Regions from separate parts of the Zea mays genome. Here region 2 is linked to region 1. A link is a contact called in public Hi-C data. All regions are on one chromosome and are shown on one strand. Each heading gives the region's core, a stretch centred on a gene start, on an enhancer-like site or on the middle of the called end of the contact. The rest is flanking DNA. Distances are from core to core; before and after follow the strand shown. Region 1 has its middle 27 kb from the start of LOC111589701. Region 2 holds the start of LOC103630440 (probable membrane-associated kinase regulator 4).

Evidence for each region. A called contact is a pair of places that touch in the nucleus more often than the background predicts.
Region 2: a Hi-C map of tassel shows a contact between it and region 1, with 3 times the contacts expected there. The contact joins the promoter of LOC103630440 here to the enhancer-like site in region 1. A contact is called at or near these places in 3 of 25 Hi-C or Micro-C datasets (ear, leaf and tassel).

The regions. Positions count from the first base shown.
Region 1 is chr6:163,090,534-163,096,339 of Zm-B73-REFERENCE-NAM-5.0, forward strand. No RefSeq gene overlaps it. Among protein-coding and RNA genes, the nearest start is that of LOC111589701, 27 kb to the left of the region's middle. Within about 2 kb of position 3,363, at least 10 of the 20 cell types and tissues checked have an H3K27ac peak or open chromatin away from gene starts, as enhancers often do. A contact at or near this core is called in ear, leaf and tassel, where this site is marked.
Region 2 is chr6:163,222,277-163,228,414 of Zm-B73-REFERENCE-NAM-5.0, forward strand. LOC103630440 (probable membrane-associated kinase regulator 4) reads right to left here and starts at 2,484. Exons shown (of 1, transcript XM_008651494.4): 1 at 455-2,484. The coding sequence starts at 1,799. The coding sequence ends at 714.

The DNA of each region.
Region 1 (5,806 bases), core at 2,113-4,612:
AATCATACACGTAAAAAAACATGTACCCACTCACGAGTATGAAATCGTACCCATACACATACCCACATGGGTGAAAAAACCCCTCGGGTAACCCATATCCGATAAGATACGCGCTAAACACATGTTAAATAGCATAATCTAATAACTATATAACATATTTAAAATTACAAATAATCAAATGTGGGTACACAAAAGAAGAAAAATAATGAATAATATAGAAACATCCAAGGTGGTCATATTTTTAGCTAATATATATTTATATGTACTTAATTGAGTAGATTATATATATGATTGAGATGGGTATAAATTATTTATGGGTACCCGAGTATGGGTCCTGCACTCGTCTACCTGATGAGAACAATCACTAGTAGAAAAAGGCTCAACACCTGCGAGACGATATATTTTACAGACGGATCCGGTTATCCACCGACTGTGCTATTTCTAGTGGCGGTTCCTTAAGAAAACCACCACTAGAAATCGTATTTCTACTGGCGATTCCTTAAGAAAACCGCCAGTAGAAATCCATGATTTGTAGTGGGGGTTTTCTTAAGGAACCGCCAGTAGAAATACGATTTGTAGTGGCGGTTTTCTTAAGGAACCGCCACTAGAAATCATTTTTATCCTTAATTTTTCGAGTTTTTCAAACGACCTCGTATGATAAAACCACCAAAATAAAAGTTGTAGATCTCTAAAAGTTATGAAACTTTGTAGTTGACAACTTTTTTATTTGAACTCATTTCGGCTCTCAAAAATTGAATCTAAGTATGTCAAATTTAAAATTCAAATTTTGCAAACTACCTCGGATGAAAAAAGTGTCAAAATAAAAGTTGTAGAACTTCAAAAGTTATTTATCTTTGTAGTTGACAACTTTTTTATTTGAATTCGTTTAGGGTCTCAAATAAGCAATTTACACTCAAATGGTTGTAATATGTGGAGAAAACAACTACAAACTAGACACAAAGCATGTCATAGACGGAGTGGTAGTGGAGGGTACGCGCGAGGGCCGAATTTTTTGCATTTTAACCCTTCCTCGAAAACAATATCACGTTTGGACCCTAGAAAATTTTAATGTCATTTTTGGACCCTTTGCTCGGCGCCACAGCCTATGGCGCCGAGGTAACACAGATCGGCGCCATAGGCTATGGCGCCGAGGTAGGTGCTACGCTGGCCCAAACGGACGACGTGGCGCCGACGTGGTGCCGAGCTCGGCGCCATAGATCTTGGCGCCGAGCTTGGTTTTGTACACAAAGGTTGTCTAGCTCAGTGGTAGAGCCTAAGACTCTTAACCTTGTGGTTGTGGGTTCGAGCCCTACGGTGGGTGTTTTTTTGTCTTTGTCACTAATTTATTTTTTTGTTGTTTATATTTTCGTTTATGTCGCTCATTTGTCCGTCCAGATTTATTTCTCATCTAGATTTTTTATTTTTGTGACTGATTTGTTTATTCATCTAGATATTTTTTGTTTTTGTTTATTTTTTGTTTTTGTTTAACGCAATGGCTATATATATATATATATATATATATATATATATATATATATATATATATATATATATATATATATATATATATATATATATATATATATATATATATATATATATATATATATATATATATATATATATATCACACCGCCAAATGAAAGCAAATCAAAGGAGTTCAGCTAATTTTTTTGTTTTTTTGTCTTTGTCACTAATTTATTTTTTTGTTGTCTATATTTTCGTTTATGTCGCTCATTTGTCCGCCCAGATTTATTTCTCATCTAGATTTTTTATTTTTGTGACTGATTTGTTTATTCATCTAGATATTTTTTGTTTTTGTTTATTTTTTGTTTTTGTTTAACGCAATGGCTATATATATATATATATCACACCGCCAAATTAAAGGAAATCAAAGGAGTTCAGCTAATTTTTTTATTTTCTTGTAAAATCATCTGAACACAATAGGGACCATCGCTAAATCCGGTTCTTGCTGACTGATCCGGTTCTGTTTCGTTGCTTAGCGTGCAGGCAGGAGTCCTTGTTTGAGCGGCCCTCCTGATGGAGCATTCCAGGCGAGGGGTGGAGTTCGGGATGGCCTCCTTCCAGAGATGTCATCCGCTGTCATGTCAAATGGTTGGTGATCATGGAAAACCTTTGTTTCATGTTTTTAGTCATATATTATATAATAATATAACATAAACAGGAAGCGTGTCAGATTAGAACTGCTTATGTCTCTGCCGGCCGTAACTGTATCTGTAGCAAAATAAGAGATATACTAAATAAACTGTTGTTCTGAACTTGTGATCATGCTGGCGCATCATTCTCTTTTAGATTTGCTTTCATTTGGCGGTGTGATATATATATATATAGCCATTGCGTCACAGAGTTTGAATAAACAAAAACAAAAATAAAAAATAAACAAAAACAAAAAATATCTAGATGAATAAACAAATCAGTCACAAAAATAAAAAATCTAGATGAGAAATAAATCTGGGCGGACAAATGAGCGACATAAACGAAAAATATAGACAACAAAAAAATAAATTAGTGACAAAGACAAAAAAACACTCACCGCAGGGCTCGAACCCACAACCACAAGGTTAAGAATCTTACGCTCTACCAACTGAGCTAGACGACCTTTGTGTACAGAATTGAGCTCGGCGTCAAGATCTATGGCGCCGAGCTCGGTACCACGTCAGCGCCACGTCGTCCGTTTGGGCCAGCGTAGCACCTATCTCGGCGCCATAGCCTATGGCACCGAGCTGTGTTACCTCGGCGCCATAGGTTATGGCGCCGAGCAAAGGGTCCAAAAATGACATTAAAATTTTCTAGGGTCCAAACGTGATATTGTTTTCGAGGAAGAGTTAAAATGCAAAAAATTCGGGCGCGAGGGTGAGGTCGACGGTTCGATTACTAACAACCGCGTAGCGCGCGAAAAATGCCGCGACTTGCGACTTCGCCTCCGGCGGGTAGGGTGGGCCTAATAAAAATAATTTTTTTACTATTTTTAAAATCTGTTTTATGTTTCCTGGAAACGATTTGCACTGGCGGTCTTCAGTTACCCGCCTGTAAAAATGCTGATTTTTACTGGCCCTAGCACTGGCGGTTACGATAAACGCCACTAAAAATAGGTTTACGATCGCCAGTATAGATCTTCTCTGTACTAGTGAATATTTTATCCATTAAAAACCTATATATGTCTTTATATTAGGTAAAACTTACCGGATTTACGGGTTTCGAGTAACATTGACCATTGGCATCTCTAGTTCCAAATGATCCTGAGCAGCCGGCCGACGGGTATCGTTGACGGGTGCCAGGACGCGGATGCCTTTGCATGGTTGCAGTTACAGTTACTCGCCTTATTGGGCCGCTTCGTGCCTTGAGGGCCTGGAAATTGGCAGAAGCCTGCCCAAATTCTCGTTGACTTGCCCAACTTTCAATGCAGCAGGACTCGTACGGTCAGACTAGCTGTTGTAATTTCTCCATGCTAAAATTAATATTTTTTATTTTCCGAAAAATCAACATTTTCTAAATTTAACTAATTAGATTAAAAAGAATACTTGTACCACCAAATAAATTTATTATAAAAGTTTATTCCACGATTATAGGATAAAACCAAAGCTTTACACTTTTACTCTAAAAATTTACTAATACCTGCAATGCATAATAACTATTATTATATTGAGACCAAATACCAGTTACAGCATCTGAATGGGTTACATCCGTAAAACAAGGAGCACCTCGGGTTCAACAGAAAAGAAACAAAACATTGCTACCAGCCTACCACCACGCTGCACGCCTCAAATAAAAAAACCAACAGAACGTAGATTGATCCATTTCTCGGCCTTGATCGCATCTTAATTTTCAGGAACCTTTTTTAAAGAATGTCATAGCAGGTGTTTAAGTGAGTAAAAAAAATTTACACGGCACACTATAAAAGATTCCTCACAGTGCAGCAGGGGCGGAGCCATAAATAAAATATAAGGGGGCCAAATAAACTATATTCATCTATTTTCTAGCTTTTGTAGTAGAGGCCAAGTCAAGTGGTCATCGTCTTCTCTGTACTTTTTGTTGTGGCAGAGGTCAAGCCAAGTGATCAGCGGCAACCGATACTCGCCCAACCAAGCAACAAGACGAATCACAAAAGAATGAGGTCTAAAGATCAGTCGATTTGAAGTATCGGAGTCTCTAGGCTTCCAATAGCTAGAGAAATCCTAGGTTAGACATGTCATCTGGTTGAGCCGGACCAGGTCTGAACGTCTATAATAACACCCCAAACGCCATAGGGATTAGAGTTTCTGGTCCTAACATCGGCTGCAACCACGTGAGGTGCGAGCGGCGGCCGAACGTCGACGACGACTTCCTACGGCGCAAGACGCGAGCGGCGGTCCCAGGTGACATTCGCGAGCGGCGGCCCAGGCGATTCGATGAGTGGCGGCCCGAGACGCGAGCGCCGCGGCGGCCGTGACTGCCCTAGGCACAATTGGTGGTTGTCGCGTCTACACGAGGCGCGAGCGATTGCGGCGACCGCGACACCCCGAGGCGCGATTTGTGGCGCTGGCGACGACCTTGTGAGGCGTGAGCGGTGATGGCTGCAGTGACCGTCCGTGGTGGCATCCGAAGGCAACGATATCCTCCGATGCGGAGCAACGGAGGGCATCCTCCTCCGACGATCAGCTTCGACTCGATGGCCTCTGAGGCGTCCTTTGATCTGGCGGTCTCAAGATCGTCCTCTGGTGACGAACTATCTGATCCATGTTTATACCATCGATGATTATGTTTTATGTCTACTACTTACACTATTTATGCATTCCACTGATGCTTTGTACGATGATGAATACGATTTTTATGTCTTCCATAAAAATGTCCCTAATTCCCGCGGGGGCTGTTAGTTGAACCGATATTAGGTTTTTTAATCAATTATGCTACACGGTGTATGTATTTATGCGACATTGTATATGAAAGGGAAATAGGGTCAAACCTTTTCCTAAATGATTTTGGTGGTTGAATTGCTCAACACAAATAATTGGACTAACTAATTTGCTCTAGATTATACATTCTACAGGTGCCAAAGGTTCAACACAAACCAATAAAAAGAACAAGTCAGGGTTCAAAAGAAAGGAGCAAAAAGGAAACCGAAGTGTTCCCTGGTCTAGCGCACCGGAATATCCGATGCACCACCGGACAGTGTCCGGTGCACCAGGGGTCGTACACTCCAAACTCCTCAGCTTCGGGTTTCCCAGGCGCAGCTCCGCTATAATTCACCGGACTGTTTGGTGTACCACCGGACTGTCCGGTGTGCCAGCGGAGCAACGGCTATCTGCGCGCAACGGTCGACTCTGACGGATGAACAATGCAGCACAGTAACGCGGCAGAAGTCAAAGCAGAAGGTCAGAGGGGCACCAGATTGTCCGGTGTGGCACCGGACTGTTCGGTGCCGCATGAGGACAAAGCCTCCAACGGTCGACCAGCTCCAAAGCCTAACGACAGGGTGACATGGCGACGCACCGGACAATGTCCGGCGGCGCACCGGACTGTCTGGTGCGCCCATCGCCAGCAGCCTTCTCCAACGGCTACAATTTGGTTGGTGGCTATAAATACCACCCAACCGGCCACTTCAAGGTGAGGGAGCCCATGCAACATCCAAGTCATATAGTTGACATATCCAAGCCCTCCCAACCACCTATATTCATTGATCCATCCTATACACAAGATTTAGACCACTACAACCAATACAAGTGCCACAAAAGAGAGATCAAGCAAAAGAGAGCTACTCGTGTGAGTTTAGCACTAGTGCCTTGTGAGATTCATTGAGAGAAAGTGT
Region 2 (6,138 bases), core at 1,234-3,733, 130 kb after region 1:
AAAAAACATTAGCTCCTATAGAGAAGTTGCTCTTGAAGAGAAGCTAGAGCCATGTGCCTGTTTGGTTCAATTTTTTTCTGACGAGCTTTTCCGAGAATCTAGCTGTGAGGAGAATCTGGCTGTGTAGAGAATCTGAGTGTCATTACGATTACGTGCGGAGGAAGATAAAGTTGTCCATGAGGCTCAGGATCTATAAAGTGACGGATTACTACGTTGCGAAAACTCAACCGATTATATGTTTATGTTGATTTTGAATGTTTTTTACCCAAACAAATTTTATAGAAGCTGGCTGAAAAGCTGAGTGTTTGGCAGTCCACAACAGCTTTTGGTGGTCAAAAGCTGCGAAAAGCCGAAACAAACAGGCACATAGTTCGATTTTCCAAGAAGCTGGATCCGTGCCAAACAGCTCTGAATATGAGCCCTTGTCTATCGATGCTATGAGAAACAAAAGTGATGAAAAGTAAGCAAGACTCTGCTTTTGATTTTACTCGTCCATGGAAAATTCCATAGTAACGAACTGTACGTCTGTACCAAGTCACTAATGTACTAGAAACAGACAATGCTCAAACTTCAGATGTCATTCATTTGAACAATATCATCATGACACAGGGTTGGTTTAGACCAGAAGTTTTAGTGTTTTTTTTCAAACAAACAAAAAAAAACCTCCAGAACGCATGTGCATCATTGTACAATGATCAGGATTGATGGTCCTATCATCCTCTGCAAATCTCGGTGAGGTCATCAAGGCCGTCGGACTCGGCGGCGATCTTGGACGCCGCGGCCGACAGGAAGCGGAAGCCGGCGTCGCTGGCGCTCTTCCTGACGGAGGCAAGCTGCTGGGACTTCTTGCAGTAGGCGATGAACCCCTGGATGGGGTTCTCCACCTCGGAGCTGGCGCTGCTGCTCCTCCTGAGCGCCGGCCCCGCGCAGTCGGACTCGCTCGAGGACGGCGGCGGCGGCAGCGCAGGGACTGGGGACGTCTTGTTCGACGAGGAGTACCGGACGATGACGCTGGAGAAGGACCGCCTGTGGCCGTGCTCGCGTTCCTTGCACCGCCCTCCTCCTGCGGCGGGCGCGGCATGGGACTGGGAGGCGACGCACCTGTTGCTTCTGATCTGGGCGAACGGGTTCTTCCTCCACGCCCTGAGGTGACCACGGGCCAGCTCCTCCTGCGCTCCCGTCGGCGCGCCAACATCGTCCATGCGGGCGTCCGTGTGCTGCTGCCCCGGCTTGGCCGCCGCGAATATGGTCTTGAGGTACGCCTTGGACGCCTTGAGGCGGAGGCCCAGGTTGAGCTGCCGCACGAACCTGAGCTTCCTGGACCACGTCGTCGTCGGCCTCCTCTCCCCGGGCTCCGCGGCGTCCGCCAGCGCCAGGCGGGCGGCCGCGTACTCCTGGAAGTACGCCTCGACGCTGAGCTCCCCGCTGACGTAGCGCGAGTCGGCCGGCGACGCGGCGCACGACTCGTACGGCGTCGCCGGGGCGGTGCTGCTGCTGCTGGTGGTGGTGCCGTGGTGGAGGGGGAAGAGGAGGTCCCCGCGGCCGCGGCCGTCCACCAGGAGCTCCTCCACCATCTGGATGCGCGGCGGCAGGTGCAGCGGCAGCAGCTTGCCCTTGTAGAAGAGCTCGTCCGCCGGCGACGCCAGGGGCTCCCCCCACCTGTCCAGCGGCGCCGACATGAACTCGAACTCCCGCGCCCCGGGCGCTGCCGAGCTCAGGTCCATGTCGATGTACTCCTCCTCTTCCTCTTCGTCCCGCCGCTGCACCTCTCCGTCGACGTCCTCTCGCCTTCCCGCCATTGCTCTCGCTTATTCTTGTCCTGGACGACGAACCGAAGTGGCTGTGGCTGACTGGCTGTGGCGTGGCGTGGCGTGCCGCGCCTGCTCTCGATGGATGGATGGAATGATGGATGAGCGATTCGGTGCTACTACTACTAGTGCTAGCTTAAAACGAAACGGCAGAGGAATCGACGGAGCTAGGGGGGTTATAAATCGGAAGGCCTGGAATAACGCTCACGCTCGTGCTTTACGGGGGCCCCGGCCGGCCGGCCGGCATGATCTGCTGCTTGTTCGCGTCTCGGCGGCCAACCGTGCCCCTGACCGTCGCTGTCCGGGTGTCCCCCTCCGTATCATTGCTCCATGCCCAGGCTTTGGCTCCTTCTTTTCTGATGAAAGCCCGGCTTTGGGGTGGCGCCTCCGCTCTCTGCGAGGAGCGCTGTTTAGGGCGGAGCTCTTTTGCTTTTTTGAACGCCTCCCCTCTGCGGCGACTGGTGTGTGGTGTATCACAGGCTCACAGCACTGCAGCAGCTCGTGTCCCGCAACGGAAGCGGGACGCGAGCGCAGCAGAGGCAGAGCACGGAGCAGCGACCAGTAGGCGAGGCGTGCGCGTTTGTCTAGGCATCGGGACGGTACCACTGACGTGCCTGTGGCTGTGTGTCAGCCCATCGAGACGCCATCACTCCACTTAGGGCTGCGAAAAATACTCGTGCCTCGTGAGCTCGCTCGACTCGTGGCCAGCTCGGCTCGGCTCGACTCGGCTCGTTTCAATTTTATCACGAGCTGAGCTAACATCTCAGCTCGGTTCGTTAACGAGCCAGCTCGACACGAGCTCAAGCCAGCTCGTTAGCTCGAATGAGCTAGCATTTATCTGTAAAACAAAGCCTATACTTGTATTTGATGAATTAATAAGTGATGAACTATGTTATTTTAGGGTTTAAATGATGTGATATATAAAATTATGAGTATTGTTAGTCTTTTCTAGTGTTAAATTAGTATGAAATTAACTAGTAATCGATTATATTGTTGTATATATACATGTATAATATTTTTTTGTTCTGGCTCGCGAGTTAAACGAGCCAGCTCGAGCTCGCAAACGAGCCGAGCCGAGCTGGTTCTCTGGCTCGGTTGCTTAACGAGCCGAGCCGAGCCATCTCGTTTCCTTAACGAGCCAGTTCGAGCTCGGTCGAGCCGAGCTGACTCGATATCCACCCCTAACTCCACTCCACTCGGAATTCCACCTGTTCGGCTGTGAAATGCCGAGGCAGGAATGAAATGCCTGGGAATCGGGACGGACCCAAGAAGAGCTAGTGGGTTTTTTTAAAAAAAAACAGCCAGAACGATTGGTTTTTGCACCCCTCAAAACCTTAAATAAATGGTAATTTACTTAGACTATCCGCAGCGGTTCCTTCTAAATTTTTCCTCTTATATCACTTTTTTGTGTCACATCATCAATATTTCACTCCCTATTTTTTCATCTCCCGCAGCGGTTCTCCCTAAATACTCCCCTATAACCCATTACAACTATAAAATATTATTTTCTACACTTATTTATCATCCAACATCATTTTTTTCTAACTACCAAACTTCAACTTGCACTGTCACGTCGCTGTGCATGCAGGGAAGGGGGCCGACGTCCTCACGTTGTATCTAGCGGATAACTGTAGACTCCTCTAGTACTATAGCCGGTAGGGGTGTATATAGAGGCCACCGATACAGCATATAGGGTAACACTGGCGCCGCTAACCGAGGGGAGGGGAGGTCAAGCGGGAGGCGGTGCAGATAGTCTTGTAGTATACTACTTTGCTATTAAATATTTAACATCCGCTAGTTAATTTTTAAATTAAAACATGATAAATCAGCAACTCACTCCTGATTTTACCTGGTGGAGCTTTTTAATGCTCAGAAAAAAAAAATCATTGGTTCTACTTTTCAACCCGCTTCGTTTATGTTGCTTCTTTTCCCACCGTCACGTGAGCGGTCGTTCTCGTCGGCAGATAGACACAAGGAATGTGCGCCACTGGAATGGACTCGTCTCGTCCCAATTGAGTACTAATTGACCGAGCCTAGGAGGTCTCTCTCAGTGTTCGTAGAAATCAATTTATAAAGTTAGAAAGTATTTTTAGTCCAACCGATTTATATGAAGAAAGTAAAATTATTTATAAACATTTATTGTATCTTGTTAAACGATTATATGTTGAAAGATTGGTAATTTTTGCTCCTACTTTGAAGATTACTTATTATTATTATTATTATTATTATTATTATTATTATTATTATTATTATTATTATTATTATTATTATTATTATTATTATTATTATTATTATTATTATTATTATGTCCCTAATTCTAAAACAATTACGATGGTGTTCTGTTCAACCTAATTCAATTGTTCGTCTCTAATAGTCTTTGTTAATTAAATACCAAATAGCTGAATTAAACTAAGTTATAAAAGGTAATGCTAACCGTTGGACACCATATTTAGCACCTTGGTATGGTCGGACGGTACGACCATAGGGCTCGGATAGTCCGCGCCCTCACGACCAGATAAGCATGGGCGATGGTACTTATCTCATGTGTAGTTATCCTAACTTATTCGTGAAGATCTATTGGATATCGTCTATGAACAGGTCCAGACCTTCTCCCATATAAATATAAAGGGGTACAACCGATTGATAACCCCCGAACACATTCCGACTCGAAGCACTTCAATGTCTCTCTCCCGGGATCTAGGTTGTTGTAAGGAAGAAGACGACCATGCGCCATCGTGGACCGTCCGGCTCGACACGAGGAAGAACCCGCTTCCGCCACTAGGTCGTGGATTGTCCGACAATATGTCGCGGACCGTCCGCTCCACCGCAGGGAGCACCGCCAGGCAACCCCGACGACCTGTCGCGGACCGTCGTCGCCGTCCTCCTCGCCGAGCCAAATCCAAGGTATTGCTCATCACGAAAAGGCCCTAGGGTTCATTGTTGTTTGGTCCCAAATAGGTGGTGGCCATCATAGAGGTGGTGTCCTGTAAAGCACAAATAGAGGTCGTGTTCAAGCTGCATTGCAGGTTGTTGTGGTTTCAAAACCCGGGGGGACAATAGATTTGTGTTTGGTGGGGGTGCTAGCACGGACTCACTCCGAACGGTGAACCACTGGGACTCGAACAGTGTACTTGGGACACTGGGTTATACTCGTTTAGGCTGGAGCCCTAATCAGTGTAGTGTTGATCGTAGTATTACGATGGAAAGTGTTACAGCTTTTGTGCTTGTGTGTAAGAGAGAAGGGGAGCCTACCCTTTTATAGCTTAAGAGTAGGACCTTATAGAGGTGACTTATTCTCTACACGTATGTGGGCGACATGTCCCCTGGTTTGACATAGTGCTCCCGACGTAGTCCGTAGGGTCGCGTGCAGCCGTACGCCTGGTATGGTGTATCGTCTCACTCGTACGTCATATGGGGTTCATGTTGCGAGTCCTCTGCTAACATTTTCAGAGTAGTGCGTGGTGGGTCCCGTAGGTCAGCCCCCTTATGATGCGGTCGTGCGTAACGCAGCCTTGCATGTCGTCACGGACCTGCGTTACTTACCCGCGTGCGTAGGCATACATCGGTATGGTGTATTTGTTGCGTCCTTTTCGGTATGCGGGTCACTGTAGACTCCGACGCTGAGGTCCCTACGGTCGGGGTTGATCGTACCCATATGTTAGTGGGGGTTTGCCTGGAACAGCACGTGACGACGTACCGTTTGACGTTCGACGGGGACCCTTCGACGCCGTACCCGAGGTCCGAACGTGGTCCGGTGATGACACGGACCCGTAGCATTGGGTCGGCCCTTCTCTTACGATGGTTAGATTGGCACGCGACATGGTCGCTAGCCCCGCCTTACGGGGTTGCTCGTCACGAAGTTGGTCGTCCTCTCCGTATCGCAAGGTTGCTCGGCGGTGGGATCGTGATGCGAGTCTACCGATCTAGTAAAGGTGGATGGCTAGCACTCCGTATCTCGCTACTACTACATTAAAACATGTAGGCTCAACATGTTTGAGATTGATTCTTCTTTTTTTTTTTTTTTGCGTAAAGGAAAGGCAGCGAGGAAAAGTAACACGAAAAGTGCAAATCTGCAATATGCACAGTTTCGTGAAATTTCATCCTCAGACCCTTTTCGTATAGGTAGAGCCGAGGCAGTGGGAAGGCATCGAGTTGGATGTTACTCGATCCATCCGTCCCAGCAAAGAACGTAGCTGTTAGAACTGTTTTCATGAAAGCATGTAAATACCTACGGCGATTGCAAATTAGTGGCGAGATTAAAGGGGGGAAATTAGGGCGAAATTTTGATTTTTTTAGTCTCCGTCACTTGTTTAGTTCGTGAAGGAAAAAT